2 separate regions of the Mus musculus genome follow, and region 2 is linked to region 1. Evidence: chromatin contacts called from public Hi-C data. All regions are on one chromosome and are shown on one strand. Each heading gives the region's core, a stretch centred on a gene start, on an enhancer-like site or on the middle of the called end of the contact. The rest is flanking DNA. Distances are from core to core; before and after follow the strand shown. Region 1 holds the start of Zfp322a (zinc finger protein 322A). Region 2 holds the start of H4c3 (H4 clustered histone 3).

Region 1 (5,273 bases), core at 1,636-4,135:
GAGGTCACAGTTTGTACTGTCTAGAGAAGCTGTACAATGTACACATGAAAAGGGTTTTCCATCCTAGTAATGTCAGCTCCCAAGCACAGCAATAATGCACATATTAAATACTAAGATTCTAGGTTCTAGATACCATTCATCACTGAATGCAATCAGGAGACATGGTAGATATCATGATTTGCAAAACAGCCTACAATATCTTTGTTGAGCTAAAATATAGAAATGTTCAAACAAAAATACAGTATGTTGTTCTTTAACTGTCTCATGGTGATAGGGATTGAACCCAAAGGCTGCACACACATCATACTCCACCACTGAGCTATATGCCCTATCCTTTTTACACTTTGAGAAAGGTCTTCCCTAGGTTACCCAAGCTAGTTTTGTAACTTCCAATCCTCCTGCCTCAGCTATTTAACTGAGTTTGCTCATAGTTTGGGAAATGAATCAGATTATCTTATTAAACTACCAGCCCAAGACATCACAACTGCTCTCAGTAGCCAAGAAATTATGATGCACAAGAAAAACAAACAGAAAACCAATTTTAAACCAGGAAACAATTTTCGTATGCAAATAAAATATGATCTGGCTGTCAGTCTTCAAAACAGAATATGATACTTCCCACACATTTACAATAAAATCCAAAGTTTTACTGCCCTCCATACTATGGAATGTTTGCCATTTTCATCCTCTCAGGCACCTCAAAATATGTTGTTTTTCTACTTTAGGTAGAAAATCCTCTACTTTAGGTAGAGGAACCACTGTTCCTCAATGTAGCTTTCTCCATTATCCGATTTAAGTAGCCTGAAACTTACTACCTAAAAAAGCAACACACCTTCATGGCCCTTCACACCACCTTACAGCATCACTATCCAACATTAAGAGATGTACTTTATGTACGTTCCCTTGTCTGTCTCTCCTACTAGAGCATAACATCTACTATGGTTAGGGTTTTGTCTTTTGGTTACTGCAATATCTGTAACATTTAGAATGCATCTGTTAAACAATTAAAAAAACAACAAGTAGCCAAGTCTCAGACTGAAAAAGGAGTATCATTATCCTTGGGTCTCCAATGTGCATCTGGCAAACACAAACCCATCCTCCAAATCCTTACTCCAGGCTACTGTCTCTAACATGCTTCCTTTACCCCTCCTAGGAAGGGAGGACTTCTGGTTTTTGTTTTGTTTTGTTTTTTTCACGAGCAACACCAGACTCCATTTCATAAGCGAAGAGCAGACAAAAGTTCAAATAGACAGGCTAAGCAACAAAACTTCAGAGCTCAAGATTCTTTTCGGTTAAAGGATATATGGGATGATCAAACAGTAAGTATTTAACGTATTGTCTTAAAAACCATACTTGCTGTACAGCCTCAGACCAGGGGTTGCCTCAATTTTCATTGATTACATGGATTATGGACATTTAATCCTCCCAAGAACACTGTAAAATCAAATATTACCACCATCTTACTGATAGAAAACCTGTTGCTATGACAGTTACCTAATTACACAAGAACTCACAGGCAGTTAAGTAACAGAGCCAGGTTTAAATATCCATCCTAGAGCCTGTCTGAGCATTGGGCACACTGCCTTCTTTGTATGGTAAATCAAAAGAAGGACAATTGTTGCAAATCTGCTGTGTATGCCTGTTAGAAAAATAGGTGTACTGAAAGGTTATCAAAGGGCCACTATGTTAGTCACCAGAAAGACCCTTTTCCTTTTCCCAAGTATGTTTTACCTTCTTTCTTGTCCCATCCCTACTCCAAAATTCACATTTATATAGAAACAGATGTATGCCACTTACCTTAACAAGAACCCAACGATTTATTTTTTTCAGATCCACAAGGTCTCTAATCCAGAAGTACTCATAATATTTAATTCTTCCCTCTCCTAGAGGAAAAAAGCAGCAATGTTGAATGAGCATGACTGCAAAGCTTACATTTTTCCTTTTAACAGTAGGCCATTTAAATAATGTCCCATGCACTCTCCAATCCTGACATCATCCTTCAGCAAAATTTTGCTCATTCTAATGTTTCCGTTCCTCCTTCAAGAAGCCGTTTCTTTCTGACCTGCTCTACACAAAATAACAAGAATTCTTCTAGCTGAGAGATTTTTAAGTTCAGAACAAAGCCCTGGGCCTTGTTTTTCTTGCTGTTAAGACGGGGAGAGTCTCACGTAGCTTAGGCTAGCTTCAAAATCGCTAGGCAGCTTAAACTGGCTTTTAATTCCCTATCCTCCTACCTCTACCTCAAACGCTCAGGTGACTGATAGGCGCATTATTATTTCAACTTCTGAGATCAAGGATTCATTCCTCGTGCACTAAAACCTGTAGGAATACGATTCATGAATGCAATGTTACACAGGACCAAGGCTGCTAAAAATAAATGACTATGGAATGCTTTGAGCAAACAGATTCTGCAGATTCCGGGGAACTCAACTAATCTCCGCCCTTAAGGCTGGGGGAGGGTCCCCCCAGTGCCCATGGTTGTCTAGACATTCAGGAAGGCTCCAGACTGCATTCGAGCCTGGCTCCATTACTACCTCCAGGACAGTCTCACAGGTTTCTCCTCCCAACTTTTCGTTGACAGCGACAAGAAGGGCGCCGCGCCTGGCCCGGACCCCTCTCACGGCCAAGGACCTCGAGGACCCGCTGAACGCTTACTCCGCCGCCCAGGGCGGCACTTCCGGTGACTGGACCCTCAAGCCGGAGCTTCCGGGGCCGAGCACTCGGCGATGGCCGATTCGGTCCCACGGTCTCCTAGGGAAGGAGAGTGGGCCGAGATGCTGAGAGGTCGGCAAGCCAACCGCCGGATACCAACCTGGAGAAGCGGTCCCCGCACACCACAAGGCCAAGACAAACCGCTCTCACCAGCAAGGACAGGGAGGCGTAGCCACGCCCCGAGGCACGTAACTACCCCTCATAGGGCTGCACCGGGATTCCGGGCCAATAAGCACCGGACCTCCCGAAATGGGCGGAACCTGAGCGCGCCTGCGCCCTGGCTCTTTCGCGTCCGACAACTACCTTTTCAGCTCCTGGAATTTGGGACTGCAGCAGCTCCGGTACCCACTGAATTGAAACCGTGCCCTGCGCCCGGTACTGCGGCTCTGAACTTCTGTTTTCTTTCTCCACGGCTGTTCAAATCAAGAGTTAGGAGTAGTGTCTCAAGGATAGATGCAGCGGACTCGGTTTTAAATACCTTGAAAAGCCGGAGAAGTGGAGAATTACAAAGGCTCTTTGGTGCTGTCACTCATGCCAGCAAACTATGAGAAGCTTTGAATAGGCAGCGGCGGCGTGGCCTTATTGCTGGAGAAAGCTGCGGGGAAACCGTGTTGAAAGGATTTCTGTCCTTTCTGATTGCGATTCTAGGCTGAAGACAGATTCAGAAAAAAAAACAAAAAACAAAAAAGAACAGTCAATATTTTCCCTACTTGAAAAAAAAAATGTATGTAGGCTGGCGAGATGGCTTCTGTCGAGAGTGAGGAGCAAAGAGTGCTTCTTGCTAAATAAAACCTCGCGACCTGAATTTGATCTCTGAGACCAATGTCAAAAGCGGAAAGAGAGAACTAACCGTAAAAGTTGTCTTCTGACAGGCATACACAATAATAAGTATATAATACACACACACACACACACACACACACACACACACATATATATATACTATACACATACACACATGTATATAACAAAAACCCTCACATGGGAAGTGAGTACTAGAATTCTCTGGTCTGGAGAAGAACTTGGATTGGCTGTTAAATTCTAGAGTTAGGGTCTGAGGATGGCAATTATGTATTCTGAATTCACTAATTCCTGTTTTCAGAATTTGCAGAATTTCTGCAGCTTATTTTAAATTAAAATTTTAAGACAAAAAATCCCACCAGTGTCATTCAAATATTTAAGTTTTTTTTCTTAGACTTATTTTCTATGTATGGGTGTTTTATCAGCATATATGTGCACGTGGTGTGTGCGCGCGCACTCTAGGAGGATGTCAGATCCCCTGGAACTGGAATAATGCATGGTTTATGAGCTACCATGTGAGTGCTGGCTGGAAAATGAACCAGGGTCATCAGCAAGAGCAAGTGGTCTTAAATGCTGAGCCATCTCTCTAGCCCTAATTTTAATATTTAAATAACTTTTTATTAACTGTTTTTAGTGTAAGATGTACCAAACACAATTCGAATCACACTATAGAATGAGCTGTGTATGGCTATATTAGGAAGAAATGTACACATGTTATTGCAGGAGAGTATGTGTTTATGCCATCCCCTTCAGCTATAAGAGTGTTGAGACAATGGACTCAAAGGATTGGAATTGTGATAGGAGTCTTCTGCTGAGAACAAGGAAAGGACTAGGGCCTTGGCCAGTGGGAGAGTTAGGGCAGGATTTCACACAGTCCTGACTGTGATGAGTGGGGCTACTTATGATTGTAGCTACCAGGACTCCTTACTTATGCACATCTCATGACCTTTAAAATATTCTGAACGTCGTGTTAGTGGTTGAACCCCTTTACTTACTCCTCTTCCTAGTGTGACCATATTGAGTAAACCGCTTTCACTGCTTTGTCTTGCTTGTCTTTTTGACAAATTGAAGACAGGTAGCTGAGCCTAGCTTGGTAGAGCTACCAAGGTCCATGCATAGACTCTTAACAGCCACTGTAAACCGGAAGATTAACTTGCCGACTTATACATTTAATAACGGGAAGCTGATTTGAACCAGAATCAATTACTGGAGCCGCCGCCATACTTATGGCTACCTCAGAGTATTGTGGGGAAGTGCTGGACAGCACATTACGAAGGTGTGATAAGTGCTGAGCCACTTTAGTCAAAATATTGGCCCAAGCAGAGTACTTAGTGCACTCAGTTTCTGAACATTCGTTGCTATTCTCTACGTCATCTGGCATTACAATACAATACAAATACACAGGCCATCTCAGCCCTGAGCTGGCTAGTCTCATGCTCACATTCTAGGATGAACTGCAGATGTCAGCCGTTTCGTTGTAAAAGATGGTGTGGGAGCACAGAGATGGGGGCACTTGGCTTGCATTCTGCAAGAAGTTCAGAGAAGAATAGACAGTTAGGCGTGACGTAAAAGATTATAAGTATAAATAAGATGAAAATGAAGTGGGATGGAAACAAGCCACAGTTATTTCAAAGAAGCAAACTTCATCTTGAAAGAAATGAGAAGTACAGGCCAGAAGGAAGGTGCCTCTGTGGATAAAGATGCCTGTTGCCTAGGCTGAAAACCCAAGTTTGATGCTCAGTACTTAGGAGGCAGAAGAA
Region 2 (5,132 bases), core at 1,250-3,749, 330 kb after region 1:
CTGGCCCCTGCTCGCAAACCTCGGGGTTTCTCAGTTTCCAAGCTGATTCCTGAGGCCCTTTCCACATCGCAGGAACGGGCAGGAATGTCCCTTGCTGCCCTGAAGAAAGCCCTGGCTGCGGCTGGTTACGACGTGGAGAAGAACAACAGCCGTATCAAGCTGGCCCTCAAGAGACTTGTGAATAAAGGAGTCCTGGTGCAGACCAAGGGCACTGGCGCCTCAGGCTCCTTCAAGCTCAGTAAGAAGGCGGCTTCTGGGAACGACAAGGGCAAGGGCAAGAAATCTGCTTCTGCCAAGGCTAAGAAGATGGGCTTGCCCCGGGCCTCGAGATCTCCCAAGAGTAGCAAGACCAAGGCTGTCAAGAAGCCAAAGGCTACGCCCACAAAAGCTTCTGGGAGCGGAAGGAAGACCAAAGGGGCCAAGGGCGTGCAGCAACGTAAAAGCCCCGCCAAAGCCAGGGCAGCAAACCCCAATTCTGGGAAGGCAAAAATGGTCATGCAGAAGACCGATCTGAGGAAGGCAGCAGGGAGGAAGTGAGTTTCAAAGCCAGTTTTCAAAAACCCAAAGGCTCTTTTAAGAGCCACTTACATACTTCTTAAAATGGCCAAACACTTTGAACCAAAGTTAAGGTGGGCAGTTACTTCAGGTCGACCTGTCGTTGAAACCCTAGAGTAGAATCCTAGGGTCCCTATGTGTAGAATATTTCCAAATTTGGTTGTGTATTTGTGGCTTTACGCCAGAATAAAGGTCACCATTGAAACACACAATGTCTTTTATTCTAGAATAAAAGTCACCATTGAAATACACAATGGATGTATTTCATTCTAGAAACACCCTCATATCAAAGGAGATAGAGATAACGCCAGTAGGAGCTTCCACTCTGAAAAAATACTGAACTTACTCTTTCAAACAGCAGTAACTGGCATCCAGGCTTTCAAAGGACCACTATGAACCCAGATATTCAGTGCTTAAGCTAGAGGTTATATTTATTTTTCTTGAGTTGTATTTTTAGGATTTCCTCAGTGATGGATAAAAAAATAAAGCAAGCAGTTAGCAAAAAAACAGAACAACAACAACAACAACAACAACAACAAAACCCTAAAGTTTTTGCAGTTGTGCGATGTGTCAACAAAGATCTAATTTTGTTCTACTTTTAGAAAATAGTTCAATACTATTGATCTAACAGTTATTTTTGAAATGTTTTATGTATTTTATGAGAATAGCATGTAGGCTTCAGGAGAATGACAAAAACCATATTAAAAATTAAGGACTTCTTTATGAAAATGTTAGGGTTTGAGTTCAATGCCCCAACATAACAAAAAAAAGCACTGGGGAAGTCTGGGCTGAAGAACATAAACAAAACAAACAAAAAACAAAAATAACTCATCTTTTAAAGTGATCAAGTTTTATGGAGTGCCACAAATATTAAATTCACATTAAACTATTTTAGGCATTGGTATGAGGAATGACAAAAGATCATAGTAAGGTGGCTTGAGAGATTGTTCAGTCAAGAACACTTAATGCTTTAAAAGAAGTTTGTATATCAGAATACACAACAGCTGGCTCACAACAGCTTCTGACTCCAACTTCCTGGAAATAACGCCGCCCTCTTGTGGCAGATGGCAAACATGGCACACCCACAAGAATTTAAATTATCAAGCCACTGCACAACTAAACTGTATATAAACATACCATTAGGTGGTCCCTAATATAGATTATGTGTACTTAGGCCTTATTAATGGTATACAATTAATAACAGCTAAGCGTCTTCAGTTTCTGTAGTAATCAGCCTTTGCCTTGCTTAGATACAATGGTTCCTGCTCTCTCCTGAGCTTCTAGATGGCTCCAGAAGGGAATAAGCTCTTAAATGACCGGTATCAAAAGTGGATTGAGAAGTGACACGATCAGTGGAAAACCTTCAAATAATTCTAAAACAGTTCGTTCAGTATTAACTTCTGACAGTTCAAAATTATGGGCTTGTTATATTACCCAGTTAAACCTACAGGGTATATTCGGCTGCATGGCATAATTACTACCCACCACATAAGTATAGGACAGAATAACACTTAAACTACCTAGCAGGCTCGATTAAAGCTTCGGTAAGTGAACAACTCCTAGGAATTTGTGGGTGGCCCTGAAAAGGGCCTTTTGTTGACAGTGGAAATCGTTTGTTAGTCGATTAACCGCCGAATCCGTAGAGAGTGCGGCCCTGGCGCTTGAGCGCGTAGACCACGTCCATGGCGGTGACGGTCTTGCGCTTGGCGTGCTCCGTGTAGGTGACGGCGTCGCGGATCACGTTCTCCAGGAACACCTTCAGCACACCGCGGGTCTCCTCGTAGATGAGGCCGGAGATGCGCTTCACTCCCCCGCGCCGGGCCAGGCGGCGGATGGCGGGCTTGGTAATGCCCTGGATGTTATCACGGAGAACCTTACGGTGGCGCTTAGCGCCGCCTTTCCCAAGGCCTTTACCACCCTTACCACGTCCAGACATGGTTATGACAGCAGGGAGACAGCAATCGTCCCTTTAAATAGGCCTTCTGCGGACCTGGTTGAAAACTAGAGCGTTAGGCGGGGTTTCCGAATCCGGGTCTTGGAAGGGGGTGGAGAAAAAAGGATGCGTCATTGGAATCTGAATGTTTTCATTGGCTAGCAAGCCCCAGCTATTCTTTGCATGCGGTGTCTCTTAAAGACCACATTTAAATCCTGCAGAAAAACTTCATTCCCTCCTCCCCACCCCGACCCCATTCTTTCTCATGAAAGAAAGGCTTATTGGGGCCATTCCACAAAGCAGACATCCCCATTTCTCGTTTGCTTTTATTTCTGTCTTGTATTAAATTAGTTGATGGTTTCTTTGTGAGGACTCAGGTTAGATGTCCAAAACAGAGGTAAAATATGCCAAGACTGTCCCATGTCAGTAAAGTTTAATCTATTCCCGGCAGTTTTGTTTGGGTAGACATAAACATTGAAAAGGCATCTCAAATTGAGCACCCTAACTGCAAACTTCATATTCCCTATCTCGAGTCAGAGACCTAATGATTCCGTCTATCCTCTTTTTTAATAAAAACTGAGAAAGTCTACAAAAGAATAGTTAGGTTATCGGTTATCCTCTACCTGCTGTGATTCCAAGTTTGTTTCCCTTCCAGCCCTTATTAATCACAGCATGGCTTGCTCACCTTAAGAGAAGAAGTGTTTTGTAGAGCTGGTAATTACAGTACAGGGCTAATACTTGATTAAGGTCATTACAAAGTCTACAAGGTCCTGGTGAAGCTTGTGATATGATTAGTGATGTCAAAACAAGGCTAATCCGACCCCCGCCCCCCTTTTTAAAAAAAGGCAGAAGAGTAAGTAGCAGTAAGTCTCGATGCGGGTTTAATGTTGATTTTGGCATTCCAAATTTTAATTTAACAATGATGTAGAGGAGATGGCTCAGAAGTTAAGAGCATTTGATACTCCCCCAGAAGGCAAGATTTGGTTCCCAGAGCCTAAATGGTAGCTCACAAACATGCATAACTCTAGTTTCAGGAGACTGATGCTCTTTTCTGATCTCAATGGCACCCATGAATGCAGGCAAACTACTCACACAGACAAAGTAAAATATAGAATTAATATTATGGCTAGTAACAATTTTTAAAATAAAGCCTGCTGACCAAAATGAAGACCTTTAATTCCTGTCTTTTGTTACATATGTTCACCACAAAAACTTTATACCAGGGGCCCCAGAAAACTATGAATTACAAAGACCACATCCAGAAAAAAATAGTTTCAAAATATTCCTGATAAACTTCTAAGTCTATGGTTAATTTTGAAAAAATTAAATTAATTAAATTAACCATATTTACTTCTTACTGCAGAAGACAACAGAGGTCTGCTACCAGGTAGCTGTGGTAATTCCTTTTGAGGTTTGCCAAGAAATAGCAAGTGTTCTAAAATTGGCTTTCTTGGGGTGGAGATAAGTATTCTAGGGTTCATCAGCTGAATTAAAATCCCAGCATAGGAGCTGGTGATATGGGGCTCACAGCCATCCGTAATGAGCTCTGACGCCCTCTTCTGGTGTGTCTGAAGACAGCAACAGTGTACTTATTTATAACGATAAATAAATCTTTAAATAAAATAAAATAAATAAATCTTTAAAATCCAGCATAGCCATTTTCTAACTACTAACTAGCAATTTCAAACAACCAGTTGAATAATCTCTGTGACTTTCATAACTGAAGTAAAAGCTAACAATGATAAAATGTGTTCCTCATAGAACTCTTTGGAGGAATTAACATTGAGAACAGCCTTGCATCAATTAAATATTTAAATAAAACTACCTAAAATGTTATTTTTACAAAGAGATGGAGGGGTGGTAACATGCTTACTTGGCATGTGTTAATCGTTGGGTATGATTCTCAATATAGAAAACTATTCCACTTTAGAAAACACTCATTGCACAAAAAATGTTACTGGGTCTGCAAATTTTTATTCTGACAAATGGGGAGTGGAGTAGAGAAGATTTTCCTCCTAAGACTATTTTTCTTTTTCTCCACTTTGGGCAGTTAATAAGAAACAGCAGACCTGAACCATCAGAATCTTTGCTGGGCAGAAAATGGCCAGGTGATGTCCCTAATGTGTAAACGAATGCATATATGAGAGCACCCCTGCTTTCTAAACTCATGACACCCCAAGCACTGAAACACTGCATCGGTGTGCTGTATGTAAAAGAGGAGGGATTAGTCAACATAGAATAAACAAGTTATACTCCAAAATGTTGAGGAAGATTTGCAATTTCAGGTATCAGTCAGCCCATACACCTCTCGTACTTAGAGCTTTTCAGAATGGCTTCATAGCCATTATTGAATCAGAGGGTTTTGTTTGTTTGTTTGTTTTGTTTTTAAAGATATTGGTTTAAAAGTAACCGTTATGAGAAAATGTTGCACTGTACCTGCACTATTCTTCTTTGAAGCGTGTCTAGGGGATGCTGCGCTAGAGCTGTGCTGCACCACTTGAGAGGAAGTGCTCCCAGTGAGGACCTCCCAGCAGGCATGAGTCACCTCTTGAAGGAGCCTCCTAGAGCTTTGTCTTCTCTACACTCTGCACTTTTCGAAGTTCAGAGGACTCAGTCTTGCCTTGGCATACCAGCCTTTCCAGCA

Evidence for each region. Hi-C and Micro-C count contacts between places; a contact is called where the count stands out from the background.
Region 2: a Hi-C map of pre-B cells shows a contact between it and region 1, with 8 times the contacts expected there. The contact joins the promoter of H4c3 here to the promoter of Zfp322a in region 1. A contact is called at or near these places in 2 of 39 promoter capture datasets (liver and pre-B cells), 3 of 484 Hi-C or Micro-C datasets (CD4 T cells, pre-B cells and regulatory T cells), 1 of 115 datasets of contacts at active chromatin or transcription factors (memory CD8 T cells) and 3 of 9 other capture datasets (adipose tissue, liver and pancreatic islet).

Annotation. Positions count from the first base shown.
Region 1 is chr13:23,366,323-23,371,595 of GRCm38.p6, forward strand. Zfp322a (zinc finger protein 322A) reads right to left here and starts at 2,886. Exons shown (of 5, transcript NM_001111107.2): 1 at 2,813-2,886; 2 at 1,798-1,883. The region is part of intron 3 of 4930586N03Rik (RIKEN cDNA 4930586N03 gene); the gene reads left to right.
Region 2 is chr13:23,695,959-23,701,090 of GRCm38.p6, forward strand. It overlaps H4c3 (H4 clustered histone 3), which reads right to left and starts at 2,500. Exons shown (of 1, transcript NM_178208.2): 1 at 2,126-2,500. The coding sequence starts at 2,491. The coding sequence ends at 2,180. It overlaps H1f6 (H1.6 linker histone, cluster member), which reads left to right. Exons shown (of 1, transcript NM_010377.3): 1 at 1-587. The coding sequence ends at 537.